2 separate regions of the Ovis aries genome follow, and region 1 is linked to region 2. The links are chromatin contacts, called in public Hi-C maps. All regions are on one chromosome and are shown on one strand. Each heading gives the region's core, a stretch centred on a gene start, on an enhancer-like site or on the middle of the called end of the contact. The rest is flanking DNA. Distances are from core to core; before and after follow the strand shown. Region 1 has its middle 53 kb from the start of METRNL. Region 2 has its middle 36 kb from the start of PSMD12.

Region 1 (6,624 bases), core at 2,711-5,210, 51 kb after region 2:
TTCCTCTTAGCTGATCATCCAGCCTGCTGTAAGGTCTCTGAGAGCCATCAGCCTTCTTGGCCTCTACCATGGAGTCAGCGAGGCCAAGAACCTTCCTGTGGGCGGCCCCATGCCTGGCAGCGGGGGTGTGAAGTGAGGGCCTGGCTGCACTTTGCTCAGCACCAGCACCACTTCCTGAGGGTTACATGGGGGATCTGGAGAGCAGATTAAAGTCTTCTTTTGATTAAAAACACAGAAAACTTCTAAAATACATACAACTAACACTAAAGACCAGCTGAGGTGGAGAGATCAAAGGAAAGTGGAAAAGAAAAGAAAAAAGTAATGGAAGCAGAGAGAAAATTGACAGGCTGGGGAAAGGAGGAAACCAGCAGACAGAATGAGCAGAAATTGCAGGGGCCAGGGCAAGTCAGTGAGTGTCCACAAACCAGCCCATCCCACCTGTGTCCAGCCATGCTCTGCAATCCTTGAAAGGTTTACCCCAAGGGTTTTTCCTGCATCCCTAGTTCACCAGTTAGCTGAGCTGTGGCCAAATTCACATCCAATTAGCTTTTATCAAGCGCTGAATATGTAGAGCTTTGAACACATAGTTCTGCCTGGGCAGATTCTAATGGAAGGAGCCCTGGGAGGTGATGATGGGAGACATGTTTTGTTCTTAGAAGTCCCGTGGTTGACTATGACCTGCGGAGACCCAGCTGGCCAGAAGCTCACCAGTGCTGTCCACCCAGCTAGGAGGTAGGGGCCCTTCTGCGGTGAGGAAACTGCTCCTTAGCATAAGGATTCATACGACCAAGGTCACAGACAGCAGGCTGCAAGAAAAGATTCCAGGCCAGGACTTCTGACCACATTCAGGGATTTCAAGTGCTCTACATGAGGAGTAGACAGGATCAGACTATAGCCCAGACCAGCCCAAGGCCTGTGGCAGACTCTCACCTTGGGAGAGGTGATCCAGCAACGGCTTTTGGAGTGTCTAAACCTGAGTTCGGTGTGAAAGTGTATGGCTTTCTGGGAAGAAAATCTAGAGCTTTGAAGATCTTTTCTTTTTTTTTTCTTTTTAAAATTTCCCTTTACTTAAATGCATATGTAATTTTCAATAAAATGTCATCAGGTGTTATCACATTATGAGTCTGTAGTGTTTTATTTCCTCCTCTTTTTTTTTAACTTTTAAGTTTATATCGGAGTATAGCTGATTAACAATGTTGTGATAGTTTCAGGTCCACAGCAAAGGGACTCAGCCAATCCATACGCATGTATCCATTCTGCCCCAACCTCCCCTCCCATCCAGGCTACCACGTAACATTGAGCAGAGTTCCATGCGCTATACAGTAGGTCCTTGTCGGTTATCGTTTTAGATACAGCAGTGTGTCCATGTTGATTTCAAGCTCCCTAACTATCCCTTCCTCCCATCCTTTCCCTCCTCCTCTGTTTTTGCCCTGCGGATCTTTCTTTCCTCCCCCACCATACCAACCCCAAGCCCTTCCTAGGTAACCCGAGCTAACAAAAAATTGTGTGTACCCCATGTTTAACTTCATGTTCATATACATCATATGCAAATACACAGTGGCTGAGCAAGACAGGAAGCAGTGGCAGCTGTACCCGCTGGCAGGGAGAAGTGTTTTATCACTAACAGGGTTTAGAATTGCTGATGCCAACGGTGATACTAAAAAGGAGACAAACTTCTAGGCACTTGTATTATTAAGACTCTCTACAGACAAGGTACCCAATTATGCTCTACACCTGCGACAGACTGCACCATCTCCCCGCCTTGGTATCACACTGGAAACACACACACAGATGGAGACAAATAAATGAGAACTTGTCAACCCATTTTTGTAAAACTGTCACCCCTTCCATGTCAACATTGCTCTCATTCACGTCTTTGTGTGAATAAAAGTACATGTTATATCTGATGGATGGTCTATTGTTTCTCAACCGTGTCGCATTGATGGGATCCATATTGCTTTTAGTTTTCATTGTGTCTTCTTTCTTGAAGACTATTTTCTCTTTCTTCCTGTTTCCCAGAGCAAGCACTCCCCACCGGGTCCTTACTCCTTGGAAGACTGACCCAGGGAGGCTGAGTTTTTTCCCCTCATCTCCAGCTCCGAGATCACAAGCCCAGGATGCCTGTAGCCTTTAAGCCTCTTGAAGATACCATTTATACTTGAGCCTCTTCTTTGAACTTTTAGAGCCTGCAGATCTTTATCAGCAAAGTTGCTGTTGTTTAGTTGCTAAGTCGTGTCCAACTCTTTTGCAGCCCCATGGAGTGTAGCCTTCCAGGCTCCTCTGTGTATGGGATTTCCCAGGCAAGAATACTGGAGTGGGTGGCCATTTCCTTCTCCAGGGGATCTTCCTGACCCAGGGACTGAACTTACTTCTCCTGCATTGGCAGGTGGGTCCTTTACCACTGACTCACCGGGGAAGTCCTTACCAGTAAAAGGTTTTAGATAAGGTTTTCTCCCTTTTCACATTTTTTTTTCACCTTTTATTCTTAAAACAATGAGCTTCCATAGGAGGCAACCTTAAGAAGAGTGTGTGTCCCAAGCAGAGATGGGGTGCCCTCTCCCTCCCCAACTCCCAGACTTGAACCAATGGAAAATCTCCCAGTGACATTCCCTCCCTCCACAGTGGATCACCCACCACATCCCAAGATGATGTGTGTCATGCCAAGGTTGGCCTGAAAATAAAGGCTGAATGTCCTTTTGAAAAATTGACCCGGAAACTTCAGAAGAGACAAAGTCCGCAATCTGCCATCACCCTATCCTCCCACAGAGCTTGTGGGTTTCCAATACATCTCACATCTGTTCTCTCCATGAGCTGAAATATGACTGTACTACATGGGAAACCCAGAACCAGACCCAATCTTGGAGGCTGTTTGCACCTCCCGTGCCCACAAGGGCCTCATTTCAGCAGCTTGAACTTCCCTTGCCTGGTTTCTTCCCTTTCCTTTTTCTTTTTTAATTAACAATTTTTTTCTTTCTTCCCTTTCCTTGTCTTCCTCACTTTCCCCCATTATAACCCATGCAGTCTTCCCCCAGGTTGTTCAGTGAAAATTGCAGGGTTTGGAGGTTGCTACCAGCACAGAGCTGAATCCAAGCAGGTTCCCTAAGATGAAATTGTACTTTAGAAGGTGAGGAGTCAGGGCGCTGAAGCCGAAGCCCTGGTCCTGCTCTTCCTGCCTCTGACATGAGGATGGTCTAAGCATCACCTCCCTCCTCTAGAAGCCTCCTTCTCACTGCCGTCTCTGGATGGGGGAGAGTATATAGGCAAAGCAGCCACAGTGTTAACACAAATCAGGTGGTCGATGAACTAACTTATCTACAGACTATAAAGCGTTTTCCCTTTTTATAGTTTATTATATTCAATTTATAAAACTAATAGAAAACACTTTATGAGACAGTAAGTTGGTAGTGTGGAGACCAGCGATCTTTGATGGGCACTGTGGGTGATGCAAAGACTTCTCGGGGACCCCTGTACACGTCCTCTGCTCCTGTCCTTGTCCCAACCCCAGCCACCATGCAGGTCCCTCCCTCCACCCCAGGGCTCCAGCCATCTCCTGGGGCCTTGCTGTGTCTATGGGCTTACTCTCTCGGATAGTAATGTCACTTGACTCGAGTGGACGAGGCCACCACAGGCAGCCAGCTCCTGGGAGAAGCTGTGAGGTCCCACCCACAGGGATGAAGCTCTCAAGTAACATGAGAGGAAGAGGAGAAAGTGAACTCAGAATAAGCTCCACGTGATTCTGTGGGTGAGGTATTAAGGACCCTTGAACAACTCAGACTAATCTCTTTCATTTGCCTGGATCCTATTCAGGCATTCTTCAGGGGAGAAAGTCACACAAAAGAGTATTAATCACCAGGAAAAGTGCATCCTGGTGCATCCTGATGTAGTTCATGTGTATCTACGTCTCCTCTCCAACTTCCCTTTCACTCCCTGACATCTCACCACGCAAATAACAGAACGGGAAGTGAGAGTGAGGGACGGGGACCGGGGTGGGGTTTCCTGCCTATGATCTGAGCCACCCTGGGGGGACCTTCCCCTGCCCAGGGCAAATCCCCACTCTTTCATCACCGCTAAAACCCCAGCATCACAGGTGGAAACTTCAGAATTCGTCATCACTCATTACACCATGCAGCTTGGTATTTTGACTATGACTGACATATAACTCCCTAGCAAGATAAAACTAGGTGAGGTGAAGGTTGCTCCATGGTGTCTAACTCTTTGCAACCTCATGCACTAGGGCCCACCAGGCTCTTGCTCCAAGGGATGTTCCAGGCAAGTATACTGGAGTGGGTTACCATGCCCTTCTCCAGGGGATCTTCCTGACCCAAGGATCAAACCCAGGTCTTCTGCACTGCACTTCTTTACTGTCTGAGCCACCAACATGAAATCAGTTATCAAAGCATGTAACGCTATAGCTTCTCTTTAGATTTCCCATCATTGTTGCCTCCTTCCACCGTGTTCCAGTGCAGTGAGACAGCACCCGGGCATAACCGTCCAGACAGTGAGATCACAGGGTGCAGCAAGATCCTCTCGCTGTGCTTGTCAGGGATGCATTTTACGGAAGTAACTTACTTGAGTGACCATGTCTCTGGAGAGAGCCCCCACGTGCGCTGGAATGTGGCTCCATGCGGGGTTTTAAGGCCGCTTCAGCCCTGGCATCTCCTGGTCTGTGCACTAGATTAGTGACCCGTGGGCACCAGGGTTTCTGTGCAACCTTTGGGATCAGGTAGATGAGGATGGCCTCTGTTAGACTTATAGCCTCTCTCTCTCTGACTGTGTATGATCCAGGCCCCCAGGCTCATCAGGGGATACTCCACAGCCCTGACCGAAGACCACGGGCAGACTTCAGACACCGGGGCGGGTGGTTCGCCTGGGTTACCCCAGGCAGTGGGGTGACTGCAGCCACCGTGGTGCACACGGATCCAGTGGGGATGTGGGCTTGCACTGCCCTGTGTGGACCCATGGCTTGATCACAGCCAATCAAGATGGAAGTTGTTGTTGTTCAGTCACCAAGTTGTGGCCGACTCTTTGCAACCCCATGTACTGTAGCACGCCAGGCTTCCCTGTTCTTCACTATCTCCCAGAGTTTACTCAAATTCATGTCTGTTGAGTCGGTGATGCTATTTAACCTTCTCATCAACATGGAAGGTAGGGGTGCAAAGGACTGCATACAGCTCCTGGAGGGCCTCATACCTGCTGTCTCAGCTCAGCTGTCTGAAGCTGGCTGGGCAAATGAGTTAGGTGGAGGGTACTTACTGATTTTCTAGAATCTCCTATCAGAATACCCATATCCTCAGGAAGGAACAGCCTCTAAGGTCTAAGTTGAGACCTCACACATTCAAGGGATTTGCTGACCATGAGTTGGGGGAAAGGGAAGGAAGATGCATCCGAGGGGTATCAGGAGGAGAAAGAGGAGCTTTGGAGAAAATGACTGATTTACTTGCTTTATAACTTGCCTAGTAGGGGCTTTGGTGGGTAGGGTGTGGGCACACAGGGGTACAGGGACAGTGCAGGGTAGGAACTCAGGATGGACACACAGACTTCCCCAGTTCTAGAAACTGCTGCGCTGTGACCGAGCACCTTTGCTCCACGGCTACAGAGAAGTCAGAGAACCAAGGCCATGTACTGCTGAGCACCAAGGCGTATGTTGCCTGGTTTAGAACTCAAACAGCTGTACATACACACAGCTTGTCCTAGGTGGAAATTAATAATAGCAATTCATGAACTATCCTAAAACCCTCAACACCCTTCAATTCACTTCATGAGCCCTGGGGGCTGAGAAGAGACTCCCAGCCCTGACTTCAAGGAGCTCAGAGCTCAGATAAAGACAAACAAACACTTCCCTGCAGTTCAAGGATGATGCCTGGGAGGCAGAGTGGCCCAAGCAGGACGCAGTCACTCTGCCTGGGGAAGGGGAGAGGAGTCAGGAAAGCCTCACCTGAGCAGGTAACACATGCTCAGATGAGAGACAAGGAGGCTTCTAGCAGGGATCGGGCAGCCTTGTCCACACACAGCTGGGGAGGAGGGAGGAAAGACCTTGAGCTGGCACAATCTGAACTTCACCCTCAGGTCAAAAGAGTGATCTTGTGAAACCCCAACAGAACCTTGTTCCTCTCTGAGACCAGCATTGCGGCCAGCGGGCTGCATGGCGCCTCTGTGAGCCCCAGATAACATGGCAGCTTCTGAGATCTCAGCACATAGATAAGGAACCTGGACATTTTGTCTTCTGGTCATTCCTGTTTAACTCACCCCTCGGGGGGTGGGAGGATGGGGGAGTAAGAAGTCACCCTGGTGAAGAAACAGGCTGGCAGAGCCACCCGCCCAGGAGACCTTTGGAGGATACTACTCCCCAGAGCCTTGATGTTCTAATCAACAAAATGGGACATCATGTGACCTGCCTCCTGGAATACACCTAGCCAGAACATGGAACAGAACAGAGGCCAGAACAGGGGATGCTGCTGTGTGTAAGGGTGGTGCCAACAAGGCGTTATGAATAGATGCTCCTCGAGCAACAAGGTGACCAGTTAGACACACAAGTTAGACACACACCTCTCACCAGACACCAGCATCATTCCAAAAGGATCAGAAATGTAAAGCAGGAAGATCCTAAGAGTACTAGAGGAAAGC
Region 2 (7,220 bases), core at 3,169-5,668:
GGCTTCTTCCCTGTCCTTCACCATCTCCCGGAGTTTGTTCAGATTCATGTCCACTGAGTCAGTGATGCCATCCAACCATCTCATCCTCCGTCATCCCCTTCTCCTCTTGCTCTCAATCTTTCCCAGCATCAGGGTCTTTTCTAATGAATCAGTTCTTCACATCAGGTGGCCAAAAGATTGGAGCTTCAGCTTTAGCATCAGTCCTTCCGATGAATATTCAGGGTTGATTTCCTTCGGGATTGACTGGTTTGATTTCCTTACAGTCCAAGGGACTCTCAAGAGTCTTCTCCAGCATCACAATTCAAAAGCATCAATTCTTTGGCAATGATGGGACTGTGTGAGGGGAGTGCTGGGTTTGGAATATATTGTAAACGTAGAGCAGGAAGAAATCAAGGAAGGATGTGGGATTTGTGAGAAAGAGCCAAGCAGAGTTGACAGTGCGATTTGGCCTGAGCATTTAGAATAACATGGCCTCTTACTGAATGGGAAGCCCCAGGTTTCAGGATTGAATGGAGGGCTCTTCTTTGGATGTGACATGTGAGAGGTGACCTCAGAGTCTTCAACAGAGGAAGCAGCTGGAGCTGGGGAGAAGAGGAGCTCTGCGGGAAGACAGCAGGAAGTATGGGGGGAGAGACCACCCAAGGAGGTGAGCCCAGGGGCACCCAGCTTCCAAAGGTGGGGGTAGGTACCTCCTGCACAGGACCCCGAAGAGGTGCCATGAGCAAGGTCCTGAGACCAGGTGAGGAAGTGTTTAGGGGCTTACTGCAGCGCCATCAGGCTCTTATATGCCCTGCCCCCCACCTTCTCCCAGCACGGTGCAGAGTCTGGGATCTCTTGTTTGCCTCTCCTCCTCTCCTCGCCCCCTCCCCTCTGCCTATTGGGTTTCTGGCTGGAGTCCCCAAACAGGACAAGCAGGAAAAACTGGCCTGGTGGTGGCAGGGGGAGGAGGGGACATCAGTTTCTACTTGGCTACTGGGCTTTGAGGAGGGGAGGTTCCTGGGCCACTCTCTGGGATGTGGAAGTTTCAGGTGTGACCTCCAGGAAACTATCCCCCTGCCTATTATTTGAGAGCCTCTGTCTGCAGGGGCTCAGCCTCCTCCAAGAAACCCTTCCTCTCGGGGCCACATGTAGAGAGATTCCAGCAGGGCACAGTCCATGAAGGGCAAATTAATTTTGTCATTTGGATTTTTATTTCAAGAAAGAAAAAGAGACAAAGCATTGTACTTGTCACCTTTAGAAGCAGGCACACAGCACAGAAGCATGTTGTACGATGCACACAGCCTTATCAGCAGATCTGTTCTGGGCTGTGGTTGGTCCTGGCGGAGCATGGGGCTCAGGGTTAGAAATTCTGTGGAGGCCGCGGAAAGGGAGGTGGACAGAGAACGCAGCAGTGGAGAGTGGGTGGGAAGAGAGCAGCTCACAACTCCCCAGAACGTCGGAGCAGGGGCTAGTGAGAGGCAGAGAAAGAAAGGCAGGCCTGGGATGGAGGGAAAGAAAACCAGAGCCTCAAGTGCAAAGGGACACATTTGGGAGGAGACTCCCCTTCTGAGTTTTGGCTCATTAGACGTGGTGTCCGTCTCTGGCTTTGCATCTGTCGACCACAGTGGTTCCTGTCCTTGGAAGGTTCCTATAAAGAAAGCTGAGCGCCGAAGAATTGATGCTTTTGAGCTGTGGTGTTGGAGAAGACTCTTGAGAGTCCCTTGGACTGCAAGGAGATCCAACCAGCCCATCCTAAAGGAGATCAGTCCTGGGTGTTCATTGGAAGGACTGATGCTGAAGCTGAAACTCCAATACTTTGGCCACCTGATTTGAAGAACTGAGTCATTTGAGAAGACCCTGATGGTGGGAAAGATTGAGGGCAGGAGGAGAAGGGGACGACAGAGGATGAGATGGTTGGATGGTATCACCAACTCAATGGACATGAGTTTGGGTAAACTCCAGGAGTTGGTGATAGACAGGGAGGCCTGGCGTGCTGCAGTTCTTGGGGTCTCAAAGAGTGGGACATGACTGAGCGACTGAACTGACCTGAACTGAAACTGTTTCTTGACCTCAACCTCCACTTGGGGGGTCCCTCCACAGGGACATTGTGTGTTGGGGGAGACAGAGCAAACTCAGGCCTGGTTCCCTGGCACCTCTTCTCCTCCAGGCCTCATCCTGGGCCTGCTGAGTCCTGTCCCAGCCAAGAATCCCCCACCCTTGAAGCTATCCGAGTTCCTGTTAGTAAGTTGCATTTGCATCCTCACCTGGCCAAGGGCTGTAACTCTTCACTCTGGCTTTGTTATACTGAGTTGAAGTCGGTTTCTTCCCACATTTGCCAGAGTCTTGAATAAAGTCTCTTGCACTTTCTAACAAGTGTCCAGTGAATAATTTGTCCTTAACAAGGGTTGCGAGAGGGCAACCGTGAGTGTCTAGTGGGGGCCTGGCGGGAGTGAGAGTCGTGTTCACAGTTGTGTATATTCCCTTGTGTAGCCAAAGAAGTGGTGGGACAGGTGAGGGTTAGCCTCAAGGCATGAACCCCAAAGTTGGGCACCATATTGGAACACTGGGGGATGCCAGAAGTGGCACTAGTTGAATAGGCACTACTGGAAGAGCAAGAGGCCTGCTTGGACAGGAGGAGCAGCATCTCAGACAGGGTAGCTGGTGGGGTGACACTGGGGTCCCTTGGGTAGCACCACCGACTCCAGTTCCCAGAGGGGCTGCAGGAGGACAGCGTTCACAGCCTGTCTCCCCTCTGCCCCTCCCTTCTTCCTGGTTCTTCCCTTTCACTCTCATAACAGGGAAACCATGTTTTGCATCCTTTGCCAGGATCATTTGGAGTCAGGTGCCTGACTTTAACAGAGAAGGCAATGGCACCCCACTCCAGTACTCTTGCCTGGAAAATCCCATGGATGGAGGAGCCTGGTGGGCTGCAGTCCATGGGGTCGCGAAGAGTCGGACACAACTGAGCGACTTCATTTTCACTTTTTGCTTTCATGCATGGAGAAGGAAATGGCAACCCACTCCAGTGCTCTTGCCTGGAGAATCCCAGGGATGGGGGAGCCTGGTGGGCTGCCGTCTATGGGGTCAACAGAGTTGGACACAACTGAAGCTACTTAGCAGCAGTAGCAGCAGCAGCCTGACTTTAAAGGTGATGCAGGAAACGTGCTTCGTGTCACTCAGAAAGTCACCAACACATGCTCCTTCCCAGTGATGAGGCCTCAAGTGTTTCCCCCTGGGTTTCTGGACCTTGTAGGCAAAGCTGGGTCTCCACCTGTCTGACCTCTGATGTATTTCTGAGGCCCAGAGACCCAGGGAGAGTGTGATGGTCTGAAGCATGTGTCTGGTTAACCCCTCGTTAACATGTCTGAAATGCAGTGTCTTAGAGCCGCCCGCACCAGCCATCACAGGCATCCACCTGGCCCACCTGGCTCTGACCTGCCTGTGCCTGGGGTGGGCTTTCCTCCTGGAGTCAGCTCTGGACATTGCTGGACGGATGGAGCACCCGGGCCTCATCCCTGTTCTCCTCCCCTGTCCAGCCCCTCCCCAGGGTGTGAAATCTGGTATTTTTCAACTCCAAGCAGCAATCCAGGTAAGGCAAAAAACCGTTCTCTGGAGCTGGGTAGAGAAACTAGATGGGTGAAGTAATGAGTTGAAATGGACTTGACTAAGTGCCAAGTTGTAGCTGAGTGTCCTGGAGACTGGAGATCTGGTTCAATTAAGCTTTAATGTATTTTTTGAGGTGAACTGTTAACACTGTTGTATTTAGTTAAGAGTCAGCTTTTACAAAGAATGACACCAGGCTCCTGAATAACAAAGGAGCAAGACCCGGGAACGCCCCCAGTGTGAGTGTGTTGGGGGCGGGGGGCAGGGCGGGGCTGCTGTCACCTGGGTGTGGAGGAGCTGTGGCTGAGCAGAGGCAGCGGGAATGCAGAAGCCCAGAGGCAGAGAGATTGTGCATCTTGGTGAAAAGGCAATGCGCTATCTGGAGTGGAGTTCGAGGTACACACTCAAGCCACACAAAACTTGCAGCAGTTTCCTCCAAATATTCTTTCGCACCCTCTGCCGCCTGTTCTCTGACTTGGGGTGTCCTGCCAAGGGTCACCTCTTGGACTAGAGATCAGGCCATGTCCTTGGAGCTCTGGATGCGTCCAGGAATCAGCTGACCCATTCCATAGGAGCCTATGTCCTTACCTGAACCCTGCTTTATCAAGGAGATGCCTCAGCTCTGAGGCCTGCAGAGGATTGGGGCAGGAGCAGGGTTGGGAGGTTTAGCCAGTTACCGTGGCTCAGCGTCCAGCCCTCCTGCGCTCGCCCATTTCCAAGAGGAAGTCTGGGAACGGAGCCCAGCTCCTGGCGCCAAAGCTTTGCTTCTGCCCTTCCTGACTTGAGAAATTGGGGGCCAGGTCCCTGGCCTTGCCAGCCTACACCCCTACTCACTGTCTTGAACCTGCTGGGGGGCTCCGGGAATCTGGGCCAATGCCCAGGGCTTGTGCCAGGCGCACACCAAGGCTCCTCGTGGCCAGCAGGTGGCGATGCAGGAGCGCTGGAAGGGCAGCGGGCTGGGCTTCCTCCCCGTGGAACCCCCCCCCCCCACTCCCTGCAGCCTTTGCTGCAGCCCCAGGTGGTTGCTGAGGCTCCTCTGCTGGCTAGGGAGTGTGCACTCAGGGTGAGTGGTCAGGCTGCAGTGCTGGGAGGGCTGGGTGAACCAACGCAGAGGCCAGAGCTCTGGGAAGCCCTCCACCTCGTCCCCGTGTTTTCTGCCCTCCCTGTTTGATGCTTCAGGGGTGGTTCCACTTAAGCAACCTGGGCAGCCCTTGATGCCTGTTTCGTGGGTGAGAGAGTAGAAGCTCAGGTCAGGGGCAGAACCCAGGGTGCACACATGGTGTCCCTGAACGGGCCGAGGCAGAAAGTCAGCATGTTCTTGCCACTTCTGTTCTAAGCCCTGGAGTCTCAGGTCAGCCTGGGGTCCTCAGTCTCCAGCCTGTCCATCAGGCCAAGGGTGTGTGCAGGGCTGGCAGGGTGGGTGTCTTTGAGCATGCAGGGGTGTGAGGTGTGGATGTGTTCCCTGTGAGTGAGTGTCTGGGTGTATCTCACAGTGTGTGTGTGTGTGTGTGTGTGTGTGTGTCTGTGTGTCTGTGTGTCTGTGTATCCGAGTGTGCAAGCAGTTCCTGGGTCCTGTAAGCTTCATCTCTTCCTCGGTCTAAGATACTTAGACAAGTTGTCTCACAAATGCATTGGCAAAATGGGTCCAAACCATTTCCTCTGCTCAAAGGGAGCACCCAGTGTCTGCAGGTGGAGATGTCCCCACCCTTCACATGACTTCACTCGACCCTGTCCCCGCTCACCCTGGAGGTGCCCCCGGGATGGTGACCATTCTAGGAAGGAGATGCTCAGTGAAACTCATCAACTCCCCGTTGCTTCTAGGAAACAGTAGTAACTCTCCTCATATTCAGCAAGTCCAAGTTGCCTCTGCTTGGAGGTCATGCGGCCAGGCTTCCTGGTGCCAGCGGGTGACTCAGCTCGAGAAGGCACCCCACCCACCCACAGCCCTCAGAGGCTGGCCACATCCCGCCTCCACAGGCCCAGCACGCGGGTTCTGTTCCCTGGCTGCGTCACCCAACCTCCTGGGGAACATCTCACCTCCCACTACCCTATCCTGGGGATACATGGGGTGTGTCTTAATCAATAGCTGATTAAGACAAGCTGGGCACTGGTAGCAGCTAACTAAAGGAGCTGAGCAACTTAAGAAGTAACAGCCATCAGACACGCCAATGGTTCTGGCAGGTCGAAGGATGAGAGAGGAGGGCTGGAGGGCTGCAGAGCCGGGACTTGGGGGCCATGGGGCCCGGCCAGCTGCTGGCCTCTCCTGGGATTTATAATGTCGGTTGGCACCCCTGCAAACCTGTGTGGGAGCAGGAATGCTGAGTCACAGGCCCTTGGTCAGCTTGTAGAGACATTTTAACACGTGCAACATGAAAGATCCTGCTAAGAGAGAGGACCCTGGGTGTGTGCATTTTGACAGAAAGAGGCTCAGTGGGGACAAAGGGCCATGAGTTGAAACCTGAGCGGGCCCACAGGTCCCACTAGTGTGCCTATAAAGTGAAAGTCTGGAGGTGCTCCCAAGAGTGCCCTATCTGTGCCCAGTTAGACTGCCCTGAATGTCCCCGTGGGCAACGAGCAGGTCCCCGGGCTTGAGTGCCCTGTGGACCTGCTGTGGGGCTGTCTTTCCAGACAGTGAAACTTACCTGCTCTCAGGGCAGGGCTGAGCCCCAACCTACCTGTTCTGATCATCCCAGGTGAGGGTCCAGAGCTCCTGCAGGCAGTGTGTGAGTGGTGTGTGAGGCCTTGCCCAGAGCACCCACCCTTGGTCCAGACCCTTGTCACTCAGATGTCCAGTTGCCCAGGCCCCTGCCCACACCCTCCCAGGAGGACTCTCAACAATGGTTCTTGGCTGCCTGTCCTGTGTTCCAGCTCAGCTTAGATGTGCTCCAACCAGGTGGCACAGAGCAGGCTGCTCTCCAGGGAATGCAGGAAGGGGTGTCTGAGCCCAGAGTATAAACCCTCCTCTGTATAGACGAGAAAACTGGTGTGGTGCTCTGCATTCCTCGGATTTAGGAAGCCTCCTGTGATCCTGGTTGCCCCAGTTGTCCCCTTCTGGCCTCTAGAAAGATCTCCCATACCCCCACTCCACCCCCTGCCCTTGTTGTTGTTTAGTCACTAAGTCGTGTCCTACTGTTTTGTGACCCCATGGACTGTAGCCTCGGAGAAGGCAATGGCACCCCACTCCAGTACTCTTGCCTGGAAAATCCCATGGGCGGAGGAGCCTGGTGGGCTGCAGTCCATGGGGTCGCGAAGAGTCAGGCACGACTGAGCAACTTCACTTTCACTTTTCACTTTCATGCATTGGAGAAGGAAATGGCAACCCACTCCAGTGTTCTTGCCTGGAGAATCCCAGGCATGGGGGAGCCTGGTGGGCTGCTGTCTGTGGGGTCGCACAGAGTCGGACACGACTGAAGCGACTTAGCAGCAGCAGCAGCTGGACTGTAGCCTGCCAGGCTCCTCTGTCCATGGGATTTCCTGGGCAAGAATATTTTAGAGTGGGTTGCCATTTCCTTCTCCAGGAGACCTTCCTGACCCAGGGATCGATGTCTCTGGGTCATCGATATCCGTTAGCAGGACAGGTCCACTAGCATTAGCAGGTGGATTCTTTACCACTGAACCACCAGGGAAGCCCCTCTGCC

The links. A called contact is a pair of places that touch in the nucleus more often than the background predicts.
Region 1: a contact with region 2 is called in a Hi-C map of blood, with 1.9 times the contacts expected there. The contact joins two enhancer-like sites. A contact is called at or near these places in 8 of 16 Hi-C or Micro-C datasets (blood, liver, muscle and 2 more).

Annotation. Positions count from the first base shown.
Region 1 is chr11:49,274,446-49,281,069 of ARS-UI_Ramb_v3.0, forward strand. No RefSeq gene overlaps it. Among named protein-coding and RNA genes, the nearest start is that of METRNL, 53 kb to the right of the region's middle. Within about 2 kb of position 3,961, at least 5 of the 54 cell types and tissues checked have an H3K27ac peak or open chromatin away from gene starts, as enhancers often do.
Region 2 is chr11:49,222,708-49,229,927 of ARS-UI_Ramb_v3.0, forward strand. No RefSeq gene overlaps it. Among named protein-coding and RNA genes, the nearest start is that of PSMD12, 36 kb to the left of the region's middle. Within about 2 kb of position 4,419, at least 18 of the 54 cell types and tissues checked have an H3K27ac peak or open chromatin away from gene starts, as enhancers often do.